3 separate regions of the Pan troglodytes genome follow, and regions 1 and 2 are each linked to region 3. A link is a contact called in public HiChIP or PLAC-seq data. All regions are on one chromosome and are shown on one strand. The core of a region is the stretch at or near the end of the contact, and the rest is flanking DNA. Distances in the headings are between cores, read along the strand shown.

The links. HiChIP or PLAC-seq counts read pairs in DNA pulled down with a chosen protein or histone mark.
Region 1: an H3K4me3 HiChIP or PLAC-seq map of stem cell-derived excitatory neurons shows a contact between it and region 3, with 7 times the contacts expected there. The contact joins the promoter of IGDCC3 here to the promoter of CLPX in region 3. A contact is called at or near these places in 3 of 7 Hi-C or Micro-C datasets (induced pluripotent stem cells and stem cell-derived neural progenitor cells) and 1 of 1 datasets of contacts at active chromatin or transcription factors (stem cell-derived excitatory neurons).
Region 2: an H3K4me3 HiChIP or PLAC-seq map of stem cell-derived excitatory neurons shows a contact between it and region 3, with 3 times the contacts expected there. The contact joins the promoter of SLC51B here to the promoter of CLPX in region 3. A contact is called at or near these places in 1 of 7 Hi-C or Micro-C datasets (stem cell-derived neural progenitor cells) and 1 of 1 datasets of contacts at active chromatin or transcription factors (stem cell-derived excitatory neurons).

Annotation. Positions count from the first base shown.
Region 1 is chr16:57,368,692-57,373,098 of NHGRI_mPanTro3-v2.0_pri, forward strand. It overlaps IGDCC3 (immunoglobulin superfamily DCC subclass member 3), which reads right to left and starts at 2,282. Exons shown (of 14, transcript XM_063794180.1): 1 at 1,907-2,282. The coding sequence starts at 2,009.
Region 2 is chr16:57,028,986-57,033,655 of NHGRI_mPanTro3-v2.0_pri, forward strand. SLC51B (SLC51 subunit beta) reads left to right here and starts at 2,580. Exons shown (of 4, transcript XM_001174342.6): 1 at 2,580-3,683.
Region 3 is chr16:57,173,228-57,177,675 of NHGRI_mPanTro3-v2.0_pri, forward strand. CLPX (caseinolytic mitochondrial matrix peptidase chaperone subunit X) reads right to left here and starts at 3,138. Exons shown (of 14, transcript XM_001174382.8): 1 at 2,534-3,138. The coding sequence starts at 2,612.

The sequences.
Region 1 (4,407 bases), core at 1,032-3,531, 190 kb after region 3:
GGGTGTGACCTTAGGTAAAGTATTCAACATGTCCTGGCTTCCCATTTCTCATCTGTTTAGATCAAAGAAGAACAATGGAGCTTGGGTCATAGGGTTGTACGACATGATTAACAGACTCAAAGGCACTATGAAAAATTTAAAGTTCTAAAGAAATACAGAGGGAGATAGTAATAAATCATGCTTCTTTTTGCTGGCCAAAACCCATCAGATGCCTGGTCCAATGCCTGGCAGGGAGCAGGGTGTGTGGTCCCAGTACCCGGGGTACAGACTAGGTTGTGGCCCCATTGCCCCTCTCCTCTGGCACTCTGGGTGTTGGTCCTTTTGCCTTTGTCATAGGGAGAGATGAAGAGTAGCAAACGCCAACTATGGTTTCCCAAAACCAAGGAAGAGGGTGCTCCTAGAACCTTTACTTCCAGCCAACCTCTCTGCTCCTGCAGAAGAGAAATGAGCAGGAAAAGAAGGAGGCCAAAGAATAGATGGGGTTAAGGCCGATCAGAGAATCAGAAGCCCGGCTGGAGGGACAAGCACTCCAATCCCAGGCATGATGCCAAGTCACCAACTTCTCCAGCAAACAACTTACCAGACCAGTTACAACTCCACTCGAGGAGGAATGAACCCACCTGGTCTGAAATGGCAGTCACAGACCCCTCCTCACATTTCCAGATAACTAGCGATCCTGGAGCTGGCCCCTCCCCAGCAGACTAGGGCCCTCCCTGGCTGAGGGAGATGGGGAAGTGGGTGGGGAGAAAGGAGGGGCGTTGGGGTTATAGGCATTCCCCGCCCAGCGCCCCCCGCGCCCCCCTCCCCCCGTCCCCGGCCCAGGAAGATGTAATGTTTTAAGACTTTTTAGGATCGAACTTATTCAAACCCCTGCGCATCCTCCCCATGTCGTGAGTTCACCCGTCTTAGCCCCGAATCCAACCCCGGTATAGCTATCGGGAATAAAGTTTTTCATTGATGCGGACGCGAGCTTCTACTTCTTGGGAGAGGAGTGGAGAGAGAATAGCCCAGATGAGTGTCTGTGGGGAACTTGAGGTGGGAGGGTTAAGGGACTAGATTTGCACTCTCCTCCCGGGAGATGGGACCATTGCAGCCACTAAAGGGAACAGAGTGGTGGTGACCGAGCTCCAGGCAGCAGAGCCGAGCTCCAGGCAGCAGAACCGGCGGACCGCGAGAGCCAGGGCAAGGTCTCCGCGTGTGCACACTTCGGGGAAGGGCAGGGGCACGTGAGCATCCCCGCGGCTCGCTCGCTCTCGCTCTCGGTGGCTTCTCCTCTCCTTCTTGGCTCACGGGCTCTGTCCCGGGTCGCTCCCTAGCCACGCGCCGCCCTCCAGGAATCTCCCTCGTCTTCTCCTGTCTCTCCCGCGCACTCCTCAGCCCAGTACCAGCTCCAAATGCAGGTCGTGCCATCTCCGCCCAGTGCAGCCGTCAGAGTCCCGGTCTCCGCTCCCCAGGCTGCTGTCCCCTGTCTTGGCTGCCTCGGGCTATGTCCACGGCCGGGCACCGAGCACCCCAGCTCGTCCGCCTCGGTCAGCGCTTAGCCGTGCGGTCTCCCCTGGCTCGTTTCCCTCGGTCTCCACGCCAGCCCGCCCCGCTTGCTCCCGCTTCGCTGCACTCCTTGCTCCTCAGTCTGGGCTCCGGGTCCTGCCCCAGTCTTCCTCCGGGGGGTTCCGTCCTCAACACGCCCCTAGGGCCCCCAGCAGTCCGGCCTTGGTACCCTCTCCCCGTCCGGATCCGCAGGGTCCCTCCCGCGCGGGGTCCGCCCTCAGGTCCGCGCCGCTCTCCCCGGGTCCGCCCTCAGGTCCGCGCCGCTCTCCCCGGGTCCGCCCCTCGCGCCCGCTCCCTCCCTGCTCGCCCTTCCCCTGGCTCCGTCCGCAACCGCCCGGTCCGGGGCGCTTTCACTCACCCTCGCTCGGCGCGGGCAGCAGCAGCAACAGCAGCGGCAGCAGGAGCCGGGGCCAGAGCGGGGCGGGCGGGCGGCGCGGAGACGCGGCGCGCTGCACAGCCATGGGGCTCTCGGTCAGCTCGGCTCGGCGACGCGCGGCTCCCGGGCCTCTCGCGGCTCACAGCGTCCCGCGGGGCCGGCGCCGGGGCCGGGGCTGGGGCTCCGGCCGGGGCCGAGCCCAGGCGGTGGGGGACTGGGGCCGCATGCCTGCTCAGCAGCGCGGGGGGCGCAGGGGGAGCGCCGCTTGCGCCATCTTGCACCCACCCGGGCGATCTGTCAGCCTCGCCCGGGGTGCGCGCTCCACACTCGCACCGCTCGCGGCCGCCCCGCCCTCCTCCCCAGCCCGCCGCCCCCCTCCTCTCTGCTCCCGGTCCCCTCCCCCAGCCCCCTCTCCCCGGAGGCCCGGTCTGGGGAACAAAAGAGCCGGCGAGCGCTTTAAGCGGCCGGACATTCCCGGCTGCGCGGCGGACGCGCCCCCTGCGCTTTGAACTGTGGCTGGAGCGGCCGGCGCCGTCCCGGGCTGCAGCCGGGTATCCCCTCCCCGCGGGCCAGCCCGGGACCTGGGGGGCTGAGGAAGTGGACACCAGCGGACTGGGGAGTGGGTCCGGGCTGCGGAAAGACACTCACAGCTGCGGGATTTGCTCTGACCCATTCTGCTGCGCCCTCCTCCAAGTCCATATTTTAGAGATAATTCTCTAAAAAGCTGCGTAAAGTTGTCAAAGATTCAGTTTTCCATGGATTTCTGGTCCTTCCACTCAAAGGATAGATCCTGTAGCTGCAAGATTGGCTTCTCTGGACCGAGGAGTCCTGGCGCTCCGCTGGGGAGGATTGCCTGGAGAGAGCAGACCTAGCAGCAGGACAATGAGAGCTCTAAAGGGGCCTGGCTTCCGACCTGGGTTCTGCCTGCTGCCTAGCCCAGTCACTCTCACTGAGCTCATCTGAAAGATGAAAATAATCTTGTCTCTCCTGTTCATCCCTAGAGACCTTTAAACCGCAGAGGTCCTGACAAATGACCTGGTAACTGGAAAAGCACATAGAAAGTTAAAATTCCCAGTAACGTTTCTGTGCCACAAAGAAGGCCCTCAATCGTTCATGTCAGAGAACATATAAGGAGACAACAGAGGTCCCACGTGAGAATGTTACAGAAGATAAGCATGTCTTTTAGCAGAGACATACCCATACTAGCCCTCAGAGATCTTGAATCTCAGCCACTCTCTATTAAATGGTCTTCTGTTGAGTCCAGCATGATGGACTAGTCCATCAAAATTATTGAGCAGCTACTAAGTTCTAGGAGCTAGAGAATTAAAGCTGGCAGGCTAGGCTTAGTGGCTCACACCTGTAATCCCAGCACTTTGGGAGGCCGAGGTGGGCAGATCACTTGAGCCCAGGAGTTCAAAACCAGCCTGGGCAACATGGTGAAAACCTGTCTCTACAAAAAATACAAACATTAGCCAAGCATGGCGGTGCATGCCTGTAGTCCCACTGTATTCCAGCCTGGGCAACACAGACCGTGTCTCAATAAATAAATAAATAATAAAAGTTGGCCTAATGTAGCTATTTGCTCCTTTGGCACTGGACTGGGATGGCAGAGGAAAAACTAAGTCTTTCTTTTGATACCAACTCTGGAACTTTGGGACCATGTACGAAACTAACTTTGGGCCAGGCACGGTGGCTCACGCCTGTAATCCCAGCACTTTGGGAAGCTGAGGCGGGTGGATTACCTGATGTCAGGAGTTCGAGACCAGCCTGACCAATGTGATGAAACACCGTCTCTACTAAAAATACAAAAAAATTAGCCGGGCGTGGTGGCAGGCGCCTGTAATCCCAGCTACTCGGGAGGCTGAGGCAGGAAAATAGCTTGAACCCGGGAGGCAAAGGTTGCAGTGAGCTGAGATTGCACCATTGCACTCCAGCCTGGGCGACAGAGCAAGACTCCGTCTCGAAACAAACAAACAAAAAACTAACTTTGATACAGATAAGTAAGGAAGTACAGGCCTCCAGAAATCAGAGTGCCTGTAGATGGACAGATTTACTAATGATGAGGTTGGCATAGCTCAGGACTGTTCACTCTAGGGTAGCTACTGGAAGATGAGCCTGAGAAGCAGGACATGAGGCATGTGAGCAGCGGGAAGCAATGGAAAAATTCTAGGTCGAGGACCCCAATGTGCCAAAGCCCTGTTGGATTTAATTGTGAGAAAGGGTGGGAGTGGTGGTCTACTGGCCTTAGGAAAGGGAGGGGAAGGGCCCTCCCTGGGCCTAAAATCCTGGAACTCCCTCCTGCAGGGCTTGAATTCTCAACAACCCCTTCTTGGCTTGTCCTGGACTCTGAAGAGGTCAAATTGGTCTCTTGAATTGCTGTCATTTTAAATTCATTTTGACAAGTGTTTAATTCTTCTTTATCACAACCCTTGGTCTGAGAGTGATATGCAAATAATGGCTATTCTGCCGAGTGCAAAATGTGC
Region 2 (4,670 bases), core at 1,330-3,829, 140 kb before region 3:
CGTTTACTATAGAGCATGGTCACACCTTTTTGTCCTTTTTCCCTTTTGCTTTTTTTTTCTGCTTGGAACTTGGATATAATGGCAGGAGCTGCATCAGCCATCTAGGGGCCATGAGGGAGTGTTAGAAACCTCAGCCCTGATTTCCTTGGTCTTATGACATTAATAACTGGCTACTTCTGACATTCTTCTATGAGAAAATAAACTCTTATGGTTTAAACCGCTGACATTGGGTCTTTGTTACCCAGAGCCAAACACAATTCTCAACTGATATGGAAGGCCTCCCTAAGAAGATGACATTTAAGCTGAGGCTTGAAGGGTTAGCAGGTGGCAGATACCAGAATAGCAGAGGAAAGCCAAAAGCCCTTTCCACTCCACTACACTGCTGACTGTCTATCATCCTCTAGATAGGGAGATAAGAGACTGGAGAAGTCAGGAGAGGAGATTTCAAGGTGGGATTGATTGGCCAGGAATGATAGTGATGCTGTGAGGAAAGGAGGGCTTGGTGATGTGCTCTCATCTCCATGTGTATGTTTCCTTCATGGCACTTGTCACACAGTTGTGATGACATGATGAACACCCGTCTGTCTGTTCTGCTAGACTGGAGTCTCCATGAGGGCAGGGACAATCCTTTCGACTGTTTATCACTGGCATAATGCCTGGCACATGGCAACTATGGAACAAGTTATTGGATAGGCCGTAGTAGAAAGAGCTAGGGTAAGAGGAGGGAGAGAAAAGACACAGAAGCAGAAGAGTGGAAAACCTGGGATTGTGCAGGCTCCTTGTTAAGGGGACACCATCCCATTAGAGCACCACAACACTCCTCAGAGGCAGACAAGGGGGATTCTGGTCAAATGGTTCCTTCAGGCACCCACATGGCATGGGCTGTCCAGCTCACAGCCTGTCTCTCCTGGCTACCCAACAGGCATGAGCTCTGGGTTGGCTATCAGTGGTACCCCCCTCCCTAGCCATAACAATTGATCCAAGACATAGGTACATGACTCAGGCTGGACAATTAGAGTCCTTTCCAAGAATTTTTAAACAAGAGCTAAGAAAAGTAACTACTTCCTCTGCAGCTATGAGAGCATGAGCCTGGGTTTCCTATCATCTGGTCAAGCTTCCCGGAGGTGGCCAACCTGGGGTAATGAGCCTGGCACCCAGAGAAAAGCAGGGAAAGAGCCACAGAAACAAAGCACTACGGGTTGTCAAATCCCTGGTTCCCGTATGCCTCAGGTCAGCTCCACCCTGCCCTTCCTAGTTTATGAGCCAATAAATTCCTTTTGTGTTTAAGAGAGTTAGTGTTGAGCTTCTCTCTCGAAATCTATCAACTACCTTTCTCTCCAAAATGCACCCTGAATCTGACCACTTCTCATCATCTCCACTGCCACCAGCCTGGTCCAAACTACTAATATGTTTCGCCTGGATGAATATAACAACCTCCCAATGGTCTCCCTGTTCCTCTCTTGCTCTCCTACAATCCATTTTCCACCCAGCAGGCCAAGTGATCTCAGACAAATGTCAATTAGATTACATCACTTTCCTGCCTAAACCCTCCAGTGGCTTCTCATCACTTTTAGGGTAAAATACAAACTCCTTACCCTGTTTTACAAGGCCCACCATGAGGAGTGGATACTCCTGTCTATCCTCCAACTTTATTCCATGCCACTTCCCCCTCATCACTATGATTCAGCTATATTGGCCACCTTTTTGTCCCAGACACATTAAGCTCATTATTTCTTCAGTGTCTTTGTACCTGCTTGCTTTCTTTTTTTTCTTTTTTTTTTTTTTTTTTTGAGATGAAGTCTTGCTCTGTTGCCCAGGCTGGAGTGCAGTGGTGCGATCTCAGCTCACTGCAACCTCTGCCTCCCGGGTTCAAGCAGTTCTCCTGTCTCAGCCTCCTGAGTAGCTGGGACTACAGGCACCTGCCACCACACCTGGCTAATTTTTTTATTTTTAGTAGAGACGGAGTTTCACCTTGTTGGTCAGGCTGGTCTCGAACTCCTGACCTCAGGTGATACACCTGCCTTGGCCTCCCAAAGTGCTGGGATTACAGGCATGAGCCACCACGCCCGGCCTTTGTACCTGCTTTTTCAGGTCTTTGCATGGTTAACCCCTCATCATTCAGTTTTTAGTGTAGTAATATAGTAATCATGGCTCCCCCACCTCATCCCTTTCTATCTTATGTTGTTTAAGATATTCACAGAAATGATCACTGCTCTAATTATCTTTTAATTATGCTTTTGCTTACTTTTTTGTTGGCTATCTCCCCTGGAGTTTGAGCTCCAAGGGAGCAGGGCCCTCACCTGTCTTATTTACCATGTATCTACACAGTAGATGCTCAAGTAACATTTATTCAATGAATAAATGAATGCATTACAAAATGAGGAGAAGCTGGAGTTCCAGGCAGCCCCTAGGTTCCCTGTTGGGTCTTCTTTCCTCTGCTCCATGCACACACAGTACACACTATTGACTGATGTTTAACTCATAGAGGAGTTTGGGCTTGACATGTGACCTCACTCAGCCTCTGTTTCATTTGTGAAGTAAGAAATAAGAGTGGGCGGCTGGGTGTGGTGGCTCATGCCTGTAATCCCAGCACTTTGGGAGTCTGAGGCGGGCAGATCACGAGGTCAGGAGATCAAGACTATCCTGGCTAACACGGTGAAACACCATCTCTACTAAAAATACAAAAAATTAGCCGGGCATGATGGCACATACTTGTAGTCCCAGCTACTCAGGAGGCTGAGGCAGGAGAATTGCTTGAACCGGGGAGGCGGAGGTGGCAGTGAGCCAAGATTGTGCCACTGCTCTCCAGCCTGGGTGACACAGCGAGACTCCATCTCAAAAAAAAAAAAAAAAAAAAAAAGATTGGGCTTATTTCACATAAGCCCACTCCTTACTAAACCAACAATGATTGCCTAAGATGCACGGAGCCAGTTGGTGGAAAAGTCCATAGACTATCAGAGTCGAATGGTGCTGGTCAGGTGGGAGGAGCACCTCATTCCTGCTTCCCCATCAAGTTGCTTGCCTTGGCCTGCTTCCTACTGTCTGGGTCACTGGTGCTCACACAGCCTTTCCCAACCCCCACCTCCAAAGGTCATATTTTACAGCTCCTTGTGAGGAATTCACATCATGCCATGACCTTCACTATGAGAAAGCACAGGCTGTAAAAGGCCAGCCTGGCTCCCTGCTCCGTGGTTAAATATTGATGATATTGGGCAATAGAGACCTGGAGTGGGCACACTACATATCCCCCTGCAGTGATGGAACCCACAGACCGCAGGTCCTCTGCAGTCCATTCTCCTGCCTGTCCAGAGGATCCGGATGTTTTCTCTTTACTTGAGGCCAACACATAACAAAGAAAGCACTGGGCTACTGGTGCTTTCGGATTGTGAAAGTCAGGTGGAGCCTGTTTGCACTCTGAGTGCACTCATTCAAGAGGTCAGTCACCCCGGAGTGATACAGAAGGCTCCAGGCCTGGGCGTGTGCTAAGGCCAGAGCTACCAGATGGGTCCAGCTGCCGCAGGCTCTCCAGGCACTGTCCCCTAAGTGACAGCTGTTACTGCCTGGGAGAGCTCAAGTGCAAAGACTATCCTGTTCTCCCATAAAGAGGAGGAAAAGGAAGATACAGAAATCGGTGCTGCTCCCAACAGCAGATCAAGGCAGTCGTCAGGAACTCAGGATCCGGGGTGAGTGTCCTCATCTTGCCTTGGGGATGGGTGGCCCAGGTCTTTGGCAGAAGTCACAGTCCAATGGCAGATGGTTAAGCCCTGTTTAAAATGCAGAGATCTCCCAGAGGGGCTTAAGGAGACAAGACAACTAAATGCAGTATGACATCCTAAATGGGATCCTGGAACAAGAAAAGAACATTAAAGGCAAAACTAATAAAATGCAAATAAGGCATAAAGTTTAATTTAATCATGCAAATGACAATATGATGCTCACTTTAGAAGCAAACTGGATACGTGCTTTGATAGAAATATGTCTTTGGCCGGGCGCAGTGGCTCACGCCTGTAATTCCAGCACTTTTGGAGGCCGAGGCAGGCCGATCACCTGAGGTCAGGAGTTCGAGACCACCCCGGCTAACGTGGTGAAACCCCATCTCTACTAAAAATACAAAATTGGCCGGGTGCGGTGGCTCATGCCTGTAATCCCAGCACTTTGGGAGGCCGAGGCAGATGGATCACCTCAGGTCAGGAGTTCGAGACCAGCCTGGCCAATGTGGTGAAACCCTGTCTCTACTAATAATACAAAAATTAGCTGGGTGTGGTGGCGGGCACCTATAATCCCAGCTACTCAGGAAGCTGAGGCAGGAGAACCACTTGAACTCGGGAGGCGGAGGTTGCAGTGAGCTGAGATGGTGCCACTACACTCCAGCCTGGGCAACAAGAGTGAAACTCTGTCTCTAAATAAATAAATACAAAATTAGCTGGGCATGGTGGTGGATGCCTATAATCACAGCTACTTGGGAGGCTGAGGCAGGAGAATCACTTGAACCTGGGAGGTGGAGGTTGCAGTGAGCTGAGATCATGCCATTGCACTCCAGCCTGGGCAAAAAGAGTGAAACTCTGTCTCAAAAAAAAGAAAGAAATATGTCGCTTGTTTCTGTGGCATCTAACATAGCTGAGGAGGGCTGACTCTCGGTTCTGGATTTGTATCCAATTTGTCATTTTGGT
Region 3 (4,448 bases), core at 1,888-4,387:
GATATGAAAATATTTCTGATTTTGATTGATGACAAATCCACAGACACTTCTAAGACTACTGTGGATGTGTTGCCTACATTCATAGGCCAAGGAAACGTTGTGTTTCAGTTAGAGCTTAGTGAAAATAAAGTTCACAGAATCTCTGAATTCTATTCAAGGACCCTTTGGAGGCCTGTAAACCCCAGGTGAAGAAGCTCTGAAAGCCAAAAAAGAGAAGTGTTTCTGTAAAGTATATTTCACCAGATTACCTGGCAGCAACCAGAAAAAACAATTTAAGTTTCACTATTTACAGAACTTTATCATACAGACAAAGCTTTCTAAATTTCAGAACAACTGTTTTTAAAAAGAAATACTAGTCAGGGTGCGGTGGTCACGCCTGTAATCCCAGCACTTTGGGAAGCCAAGGCGGGTGATCTCCTGGGGTCCAGGAGTTGGAGTCCAGCCTGACGAACATGGCAAAATCCCGTCTCTACTAAAAATATAAAAATTAGTGGGGCGTGGTGGCGCGCGCCTGTAATCCCAGCTTACTCAGGAGGCTGAGGCAGAAGAATTGCTTGAACCCAGGAGACGGAGGTTGCAGTGAGCCGAGATCGCGCTACTGCACTCCAGCCTGGGCAACTTAGCAGATTCCATCAAGAAAGACACACAAAAAGAGGCCAGGCGCGGTGGCTCACGCCTGTAATCCCAGCACTTTGGGAGGCCGAGGCGGACGGATCACAAGATCAGGAGATCGAGACCATCCTGGCTAACATGGTGAAACCCCGTCTCTACTAAAAATACAAAAATTAGCCAGGCGTGGTGGCGGGCGCCTGCAGTCCCAGCTACTCGGGAGGCTGAGGCAGGAGAATGGCGTGAACCCAGGAGGCGGAGTTTGCAGTAAACTGAGATCTGGCCACTGCACTCCAGCCTGAGCGACAGAGCGAGACTCTGTCTCAAAAAAAAAAGAAAGAAAGAAAGAAAATAAGACAGAAAGACAGACAGTAGATGGAAAGAAAGACAGAAAGGAAAGAAAGACAGGAAGGAAGGAAAGGAAGGAAGGAAGGAGAAAAGAAAAGAAAAAGAAAGAAAACAGTCGTTTTGAAAAGAAAAAAAAATAACTGCCTATCTCCTATGATTCAAAAATGTTCACGGACTCTTGGCTACAAGAGATCAGTAACACTTTCAAAGAAGCCGTCCCTGACCAAAGGGAACACACACATACTTCATCCACCCACTGGAAACTATTATTCTTTGTCTACTCCACTAGATTTAAACATAAGGGTGAGGACTTATTCACCATTCTACCTCCAGCACTAAAAGAAGGCCTGACACACAGTGGACCCTTGACAAATATTAATATATATCAGATAAATGGATTAAAATATGTCACTTTAAAGTGTTTGCAAATCGAATTCCTGGAATCGGGACATCTACTGGTTGAGGCTTAACATCGATTTAGGATTAAATTTACTCCCTTACATTTATATATCATTTTACAAAATGCTTCTGCCCACATTACCTCATTCAATCCTTCCTTCTGTAGTAAAGAAACTGGAAGATATATTTAGTAAACAATAAGGATTTTATAATTGGCTTAGAAGTTAGATAAAAGGGGCCTTTTAAAAAATCCATCCAAGGGTCATAAACCGATAAGCCAAAATAAAACGAATTTGTCTAGAAGTCAGTCATTATAACAGGATCTAGCCTCGTGGTCTGACATCCACAGATTTGAGGAAGAGAAAAAAAGTTTATTTTCCAGACTCTCTTGGCTGGGGCGCCATTCTTTCACAGCTTCAGATAAACAGAAAGAAAAGGTAAACAACATGCCCCACTCTTAGGAAACTACCTCCCGGTCAAGTTGGGAAAGCCAGCAAAGGACTGCTGAAACACCCAAGTACTTCCGAACCAACTCCTGCGGGACTTCTCCCCATCTCTCCCGCCGCTGTCCTGCGGGCCCCGGGGCTTGCCTGACGCCGGGAAGTATTGTGAACCTTGTTTATGTCCCAGTGTCAGGGCCGCACAGTGACAGTAACATCTCGGGTATCGCGCGGCTTGCGTCCGGGACGGCCATCTGGGTGCCCCGAGTCCTGGGGGACCCTAGTAGGGACAGATCCTCAGCCGAGCCCCTCCTGGAGCCCCCAACGGGCCCGAGGGGGATCCCGGCCAGGCTGCGGAAGAAGAGCCGCAGCCATGGCAGGCGGCGGTCCCCGGCAGGGCTGAGTGGGATCTGGAGACATTTTTTAATAACAGGAGCATTTTGTGCCTTTCAGGGTTTCTACAAAGTGGCCGCATTCCGGCCCCAAAGTCAGCAGGCCTGAAAGCGTGCAGGCAGGCGCGCGGGAAGGAGTTTACTTCCAATTTGAGCAACGGCTGCTCCAGAGGTTGGCAGAGCCCCATTCCACGGGGAAAGTGGTGGGTGCCGGGCGAAGCGCCGCGCATTCCCTCACACTCCCCGGGTGCAGCAGGCCTCGTGCCCTCCCCGGGGCCCCCAACCATTGGCCAGTCCACCCCCCCGCGACAGGCTGAGGGCTCAGGAGTGGCACTATTTCGTTACCTCTCTGCGCGGAGGCGAGTGAGGAGGTGATGAGCCGGGCGGCCGCCGCGCCGCAAGTACAAGCACCGCAGCTGGGCATCTCCGCGAGGCCTAGGCCGGGGCTTCGCCCCTTGAGGACCTCCGGGTCACAGCGGCGTGAATCCTGCCCGCAAGGCGCGCTGACTCGGTTCCGAACCCTTTCGCGGGCCCTAGACCCCGTGGAGAGTTCACCTGCCCGGCAGCCAGGCCTTCACGCTTCTCTGCCCCACAGCCGTCTATTCACCACAGTAGACACCCAACCCCCCCTCCCTTCCCCTTCTCCCCCCACCCCCAGCCTACGGGGCCCGGGGAGCTTGCGCGCGCCTGCGCCCTAGGCCCGGGGAGGGGGCGGAGGGCGTAGGCACGCGCCGTGTTTACGAGCTGGTGAAGCTACGTGAGGCGAAGGCGAGGGGGTGGTGCCCTGGGCGCCAATGAGTTCCCTACGGCAAGCGTCTAGCCCCAACTGGGGCGACTACAGGTCCCGACGCTCAAGGTTGCCAAAAGCCCTTTTATCCTAAAGTTGAAAGGTTTTGCGATAGACGCGGAGAGATGCATGCCGGGACTTGTAGTCCCGAGTCGTCATAGTCGAGCTCTTCTTCTGGTCACTTTTAGTGGGCGGCAGGGAAGGTCAAGGTGAGGCTGGTGGCTTAACCCTCCAGGGGGGAAGTCTCTAAAGTGCCTTGGTAGGCACTAGATGCTTCAGATTCACTAAATTTCTTCCCCCGAGATTCCACATCCTGTGTTCCTTATCTTCTCATTCTCCTTAGTTTCATCACTTGTAACATGGAGTTGGTATTGTCAGTTAGTTCCCTGAGCAGCAACTGTTAGTTGGTAACAGCTCCGTCTCCTTGTTCTTTCAGGCCTCGTGGTGATAAAGCTTCTAGCTGTTGCTAGTCCGTGGGTGCTTTAAAGTCTTGAGGGTTTTCTTTTCTTCCTTTCTTTCTTTTTTTTAATTTAGTAAAGATGAGGTCTCCCTGTGTTGCCCAGGCTGGTCTCAAACTCCTGGGCTCAAGTGATCCTCTCGCCTCGCCCTCCCAAAGTGCTGGGATTACAGGCGTGAGCCACCACGCCCGGCTGGTTTTCTTAAACCTGATCACACCCTAGTAAATACTCCCTTCATTAAACCCTTTTCTGTTAGGCTTTGTTTGAGCCCTCTTGCAGGGCTTGCTTCTGCACAGCTAAACAGATGGACCAGCTGCACAAGATGGAGAATGGTGACAAGTGAGTCACGCCCTTGTCTCATCTGGGTTAGTGCCAGACTGAGTACGTTGTGTATGAGATTCTGATTAACTCTGAACCCCAGAGAAATTGCCAAGTGAGCTTAGGTACCTTTATTTCTGAGCTTTGGGGGTGCGGATGGGGAGGCAGCAAAGGGAGAGGCAAGACCAGGTCACACAAGTCAGTGAGCCCTCCTCAATCTCCATCCAGTCCAGAGAAATGTGGCTTCTAGCTCCCTGTGTCTAGCTGTGAGAAGGGCCATTGGCCTTGGCCCGGGGCACAATTTTTCTCTCTCTTTGGAGAGGTGACTCCTGGTACTCCCTCAGCATAAAGTGGCAGAGACCAGAAGAGAGCCCACGTCTTCCCTCACCAAGACCTTGGCCTTCCTCCCCTGAGTCCATTAATAGAATTTTGAGAGAGGAGAGTCTCCAATGTTCCCTCAATCCAGTGTTTCAAACTATGTTCACAGAATTTCTCAAAAGCTATAGCTTTGTAGTAGAGGTGAAGGAACCCAGTAGATGGACCTTCCCTGCCAACCCGCCATGCCACCCCAAAATCAACCAGAGCAGCTCTGCCTTCAACTATTTCATTACTGGGGTTTTGTTTGAAAATAGTTCTGCATTAAGACAATGTATGAAATTCATTGAGTCAAGGACAAACCTTTCCTTTTATAAATGAA